Linked DNA regions of Macaca mulatta: region 1 is linked to region 2. The links are chromatin contacts, called in public Hi-C maps. All regions are on one chromosome and are shown on one strand. Each heading gives the region's core, a stretch centred on a gene start, on an enhancer-like site or on the middle of the called end of the contact. The rest is flanking DNA. Distances are from core to core; before and after follow the strand shown.

Region 1 (2,915 bases), core at 39-2,538, 130 kb before region 2:
GCATGTATATATAGTCCATATTTACTCAGAACCATCTATGAAGATGTTCCTGAGCCATCAACTAGGAATAGCAAATTAGACAAGGTAACTTAGGAAAATGCAAAGTAGTGTACTTACGTTCTGGAGCTACGACAGTTTGATAAAACTCATCATCTCCCTAATCTCTATATATGGATGGCTACCATTTCCTAAGGGCAATGAGGCAGAAAGAAAGAAAGCAAACAGTCCCTGCTTCTATCACAGTAGGCAAATGGGCAGCAGTGACAAAACTACTCCAAGGCAACTCTTAACACTTGAGGTCAGGACAGCAAACCCAAAGAGCAGCCGATTGTCAATCTTAGAGTTTTAGTCCCACCTCCGCCGCTCCCTAAAAGCATGACTTATAGAATGTTACATTAATTTTTGGGAACGCAGGTTCCTCATCTCTGAAACAAAGGGGTTTGATTGCTATATTATTTTTGAGGTCTCCACCAATATAGTACCCGGCCATGGTCCCACATACACACAATTTGGCTGTGTCTGGCAGGCAGGTTAAAAAGGAAAGTTGTTCTGATAACCTACTGCAATTAAAGATTTAAATATCCAGAAAGACCTGAGAGATGGCAATGAACACCAGCTGAAAGCTGCCAACACTGACAAGACCTTAGGGGAATTCCCAGGGCTTTCTGTTGGAGCTGACTGGGTCTGAACCATTCAAGAAGTGACCCCAGGGTTACCTGCCCACTGCATAAAATGAGGCCACTCAGGGGTCAGAATTAGGATGAGAAAAAGGCAGAGAGTATAAAGAGCCAGACTATACGGGACGTGGGTGGCTTACACTTCCTCCAAGGTAGAGGCCTCTGTGTGACCGGGATGGCCCTCGGCCCAGGCTTGGGGGTGTGGCATGTGTAACCGCCGGCCGTCACACAACCTGAAAGGACTCGCCACAGCCTGGGCCCAGGCCCGTCCCTCGCCTGCTGCCGCCGCAGGAGAAGCTGCTACCTCGGAGCCTAGGGCCGGGCTGAGCCGGTGCAGAGGCGGGGCCAGGGGTGGTGCGGGACAGGCGCCTGGGCTCCTCCAGGCCAACGGGCTTAGGCCGCGTCCCGGACCCACAGAGCGGGACCTTCCGTGCCTCTGGCTCAGCAAGACCCCACCTACTCGGCCCTCACCTTGGCCAAGGAGCAGTACACACGACTCCAGCTCTGCATTTTTCCGCTGTATCTTCCCTTCCGCCAATGCTTTCACCTCCGCTGGGCGCCTCCGCCGCCTCACCAAGGTCTCCCCGCCCTGCGCATGCACAGGCGCAGTTACGTTTTCGCCCGGGAGCAGCGCGATTGGCCCGCGCGGTTCTACCGTAAGAGGTGTTCCTGTCAGGCTAGGCGTCGTACGCTGTCGTAAGGAGCGTAGTGCTTTGTCGCAGCGGGGGTGGTGGTGGGAAAGACTTAGGGGCCGGTGTCAAAATGTCGAGCTACAATGTGTTCTTATACTTGGAAGATGAAATAAACAAATAAAACTATCGTTTGCCTAATGCACGCTACAGACAGTAAAGCGTGACAAGTTTGACAAGCTCTTGGTTGTGCTAGGCATTCCTCCGCACTTTCTACAGAGATTTCATCCTTGCAACAACCATATGGAGTATTGCTAGTATTTCCATTTCTTGGATGAGGCCCAGAGAGGTTAAACATTTACCCCAAGGTCTTGAAAAGGAGAGATAACTGCAGCCCCAAGGCCAAAACCTTTGGTCTTAACTACTGCTTTATACTCGCTCCCCTCAAGTGCCATATAAGGGATGGGGCTACAGATTTTGGCATCGCCAGCATCCTGCTCTAATTAGCTAACTGACAATAGGTAGAAAACACACTATCTTCTATTTCTTTGGTTGAGAAACACATCTGCCCGGTAAAACAGAGTGGGATGGTGGATGAGATTTTAGGTTTTGAGAGATAATCGGTTGAAAGGGTTGAAAAACACTGTCTTCGGCCGGGCGCGGTGGCTCAAGCCTGTAATCCCAGCACTTTGGGAGGCCGAGACGGGCGGATCACGAGGTCAGGAGATCGAGACCATCCTGGCTAACACGGTGAAACCCCGTCTCTATTAAGAAATACAAAAAAAACTAGCCGGGCGAGGTGGCGGGCACCTGTAGTCCCAGCTACTCAGGAGGCTGAGGCCGGAGAATGGCGTGAACCCGGGAGGCGGAGCTTGCAGTGAGCTGAGATCCGGCCACTGCACTCCAGCCTGGGTGACAGAGCGAGACTCCGTCTCAAAAAAAAAAAAAAAAAAGAAAAACACTGTCTTCAAGATTGAGCATGAAAGTCTAAGGTCTGATTCTTGCCTTCCATAACTCTAAATAGTGTGAATAAACTTAATTCTACATTTATTGAAAGTCTACCACCCAGGCCTTGTGCTGGTCTAAACACTGGTTAGAAATTACTGCCTATCTATGTTCAGGTTTAGATATGAGTAATATTTAGTGTTTGTTATAGAGACGGCATTGCTGGCAGCTCTGTCCTGTGACAGGGTCCCCGGCTCCTTTTATCTCGTGACTCTGCCATCATCAGAGCTTGCCTTGCATCCTTCATTCAAGATGGCTGCTGGAGTTTCTACAATCATATCCCCTCATTCCATCTGATAACAAAACCACACCTAGCTGCAAGGGGATCTGCGAAACATAGTCTTGTCACCTGAGTGCCTACCTAAAATTGTATTAATAAGCAAGATGAGATGAAGAGATATTGGGGGACAGTGAGTACCCTCTACCACACAGATGGGGAGAATTGTCTCCTCTCCAGCTTCATGGCAGTTTTTGACATCTGGTCTAGGAGTTATTGTTCCATATGCACCAAATCTCACAGTTCTTTCCTGAACTTTCTGGGGCTTTGTCCCCTACTCCCTTGTCCAAAATTACAATATCATATTTTTATTTTTTAAAGATGAAA
Region 2 (2,784 bases), core at 218-2,717:
CCAGGGCTGGGATCTTCTCACCCATCAGATCTTAGCTTCCACAAAGACCATTCCTAACAACTCTCTCTGAAATTTCCCCCATGAATCTCTCCACAGCACTGGTTTATTTTCTTCAAAACACTTATAATTCGCAAACATTTAAAAAACAAAAAATTTTTTAAAAAAGAAGATATTGTCTGTGTTCCTCCGTGAAATAGAAGTTCTATCACGGACCTGGTCCGTCTCGTTTACCATTCCATCTTCCATCTCCCGACCTACAGATATCTGTATCTGGCATAAATATACACTACATAAACATACACACCTAATTACATAATCAAGCAGATATCTGATGAGGACAACTCAATACTCAAGACAAAGCCTTTTTTTCTCCATTTGTGATATGGTCGCTGTAAATGTATGGGGCACCTGTTAACTCCAAGAGCACGCATTCAATATCTGAGAACCACATAGAAGCCAAAGGCAGAAAATACATAACAAAGGGTGGAGCTACTCTTACTTGGAGAAAAGTATGAGAATGCCTTGATTTTAAGCTCCTCTTTGTAAATACCCTCAAATGATGAGTACGGACCTCAGTCGAAGCGCGGGGCATGCTTTTGGTTTAGGTAAAAGCTACGAGTTGGATTCCAAAAACTCTATCAGACGCCCTTCTTTCACCTCTCTAGTCCATAAAGGATCTGAGAGACGACAGGAGGTGACCACTGCAGCACCCGCCCAAAGCTGACTGAGACAGCAGGAAGTCTCCAACCCACTCTCGCCCGTCCACTCCCAGCGTAAAGAGGATTCCGCGATTCGGAGACCGCAATCTACCCGCCAGTCTCCATAACGTAGGCCAGAGCAGCTGGGCTGAATAAAACAGAGCCGGCGCTCTCCCTTCCCAAAGGCCTACATTGCCCACCGGTCCGGGTTCGGAGCTCAGAACGAGAGAAGGAGCGGTTGTTGCCGGCACGGAGGAGGTAGGTACCACACCAGAGGGTAGGCCAGGAAACGGCAGGCCCCTGCCAGGCACAGGAAGGCATATGTGAGATTTCTTCTCACTGCCACACCCTAGTGTTGTGGGGCGAGCGTAATCCCTTTTGCCTGCTGGGCAACCAGCCCCAGGCCGGCCAAGGGGGCATGGAACCGGGACCCCCACTGCCTCCGCCTCCTTACCAGTGTGATCCATGATTCGGCTCGCAGAGCACAGTGGGAGCGGAAGTCAACCGCGCCGCAGTCGCAGCGAGCGCGTGCGCACTGCCTTCCGGAGGCCAGGAGGCGGAAGTCCGAGCAGGTTGTCCTAGTTTTGGCCTGCAAAGACTTCCTTCTCTCGCCTGCACTACCCAACTCCTGTGAGGGACTCAGGCATAGTTCGAGCAGAGGCAGAAAGAGCGAGCGCGCGAAGAACTTTGGTATCGAGGTTGCTAAGGCTTCTCCTCATGTGCTTCAAGAGAAAGTAGCGTTTAACTGTGGAAAGGACACCAGGAGGACCGGGGAAGGGGAGAGCAGTGGTAAAAATGAGTGTGAGGCAGATAAACCGACTGCCCGCCCCCGCGGAGAGCTGCCTTCTGGGACTTGTAGTGCGCGGGGGCCCCGGAGCCGGCCGGCTGCGCAGGCTCGGCCGTTGCGCTGGCCCCACCCCGGCGGGCGGAGTAACGGTTTGGAATCCCCCGGGGTCGGCGAGCGCTTGGGTCCTCCGCTTGGTGTAGGAAAAGTGTAAACACATGCGCTTCGGCAGGCGTCCTCCAGTGGGAGGTTGCTCAGGGGATGGCGGAGCTGTGAAACTCGCAGCTAAAACGAAAGTCTCAACGCTTATTGTCTAAATTTTGCTTTGTCGTGACCAGCTACCTAAACCCACGCAGAGGTGACTTGGTATATGCCCCGGTTCCCATCTCTTAAGTCTCTTAACAGTTGAAACACATTTATAATGCTTGACTGCCACTCACTTTCTAGGGAGAGCGCTTGTGACGCTACGAACCTCTTGAACACCTGAGGACTGGGCGCCAGGGCCTGATGGAGGGTGGAGAGCCAGTGCGGCGCAGCTGCCTCCTCTCACGGGGACACCTAGCAGGAATATGCAGAGTGGAGCTAAAGGGAGCAGATAGAAACCGAGAGAGGGGAAGAGCGCGCGAAGGCTTGGCCGGAAGGAGAGGTTAAAAAGGAAAGGCCTAAAATGAGGAAGAGAGTTAACCGCAACAGGCAGTACCTAGTTCCAGGTCTTGGTCCCAGGAGTTTGTGGTTGCTGCTGCTTTCATCTTCAGCCAAAACAAAAGGAAAGTGCCAAGGGGCGATTCCTAGGACTTTCAGTGCAGTCTCCACCTCGCGGACTTGGCTCATTTGTGTCCACTCCTTTCTCCCACGTTTTACACTTGATGCTCTTGGATGAATAGAAAGGAGCACAATTAAGGGAAAACACAAGCTTGGGAGTCAAGGGATTTGGGTTCTATTCTCGTTGTCCCTTGGTGACGACATCATTACCTTGGGTTATTCAAGCTTTCAGTGCCAGAGTTCCTATATCAATAAAAGATTATTACATTGACCTCTTAGAGAAATGTTTTCATGGTACTGAATTGCAAATAAAGTATGTGTAGCAATGTGTTATATCTTTGTAGTTGTACGGTGTTACCTGTGAATCATACTGTGGTGATCACTGCGATTTAAGTGCACCATGTTATTTGGTGATTATTTTCCTGAGATCTTGTAAAAGATTGTTCCACTAAATATATGCAGCTTTATAAACAAGTTTTTAGGTACATTCACAACTAAGGACATTTGTGAATCAAAATTATTCCTGCTTTTTTTAAATGT

Evidence for each region. Hi-C and Micro-C count contacts between places; a contact is called where the count stands out from the background.
Region 1: a contact with region 2 is called in a Hi-C map of blood, with 4 times the contacts expected there. The contact joins the promoter of DLD here to the promoter of CBLL1 in region 2. A contact is called at or near these places in 7 of 14 Hi-C or Micro-C datasets (CD4 T cells, blood, cortical neurons and 4 more).

Annotation. Positions count from the first base shown.
Region 1 is chr3:147,487,982-147,490,896 of T2T-MMU8v2.0, reverse strand. It overlaps DLD (dihydrolipoamide dehydrogenase), which reads right to left and starts at 1,288. Exons shown (of 15, transcript XR_013415495.1): 1 at 1,149-1,288.
Region 2 is chr3:147,353,760-147,356,543 of T2T-MMU8v2.0, reverse strand. CBLL1 (Cbl proto-oncogene like 1) reads right to left here and starts at 1,467. Exons shown (of 6, transcript NM_001260727.2): 1 at 1,153-1,467. The coding sequence starts at 1,165. It overlaps LOC106997603 (a long non-coding RNA gene), which reads left to right. Exons shown (of 2, transcript XR_013415491.1): 1 at 1-956; 2 at 1,930-2,522.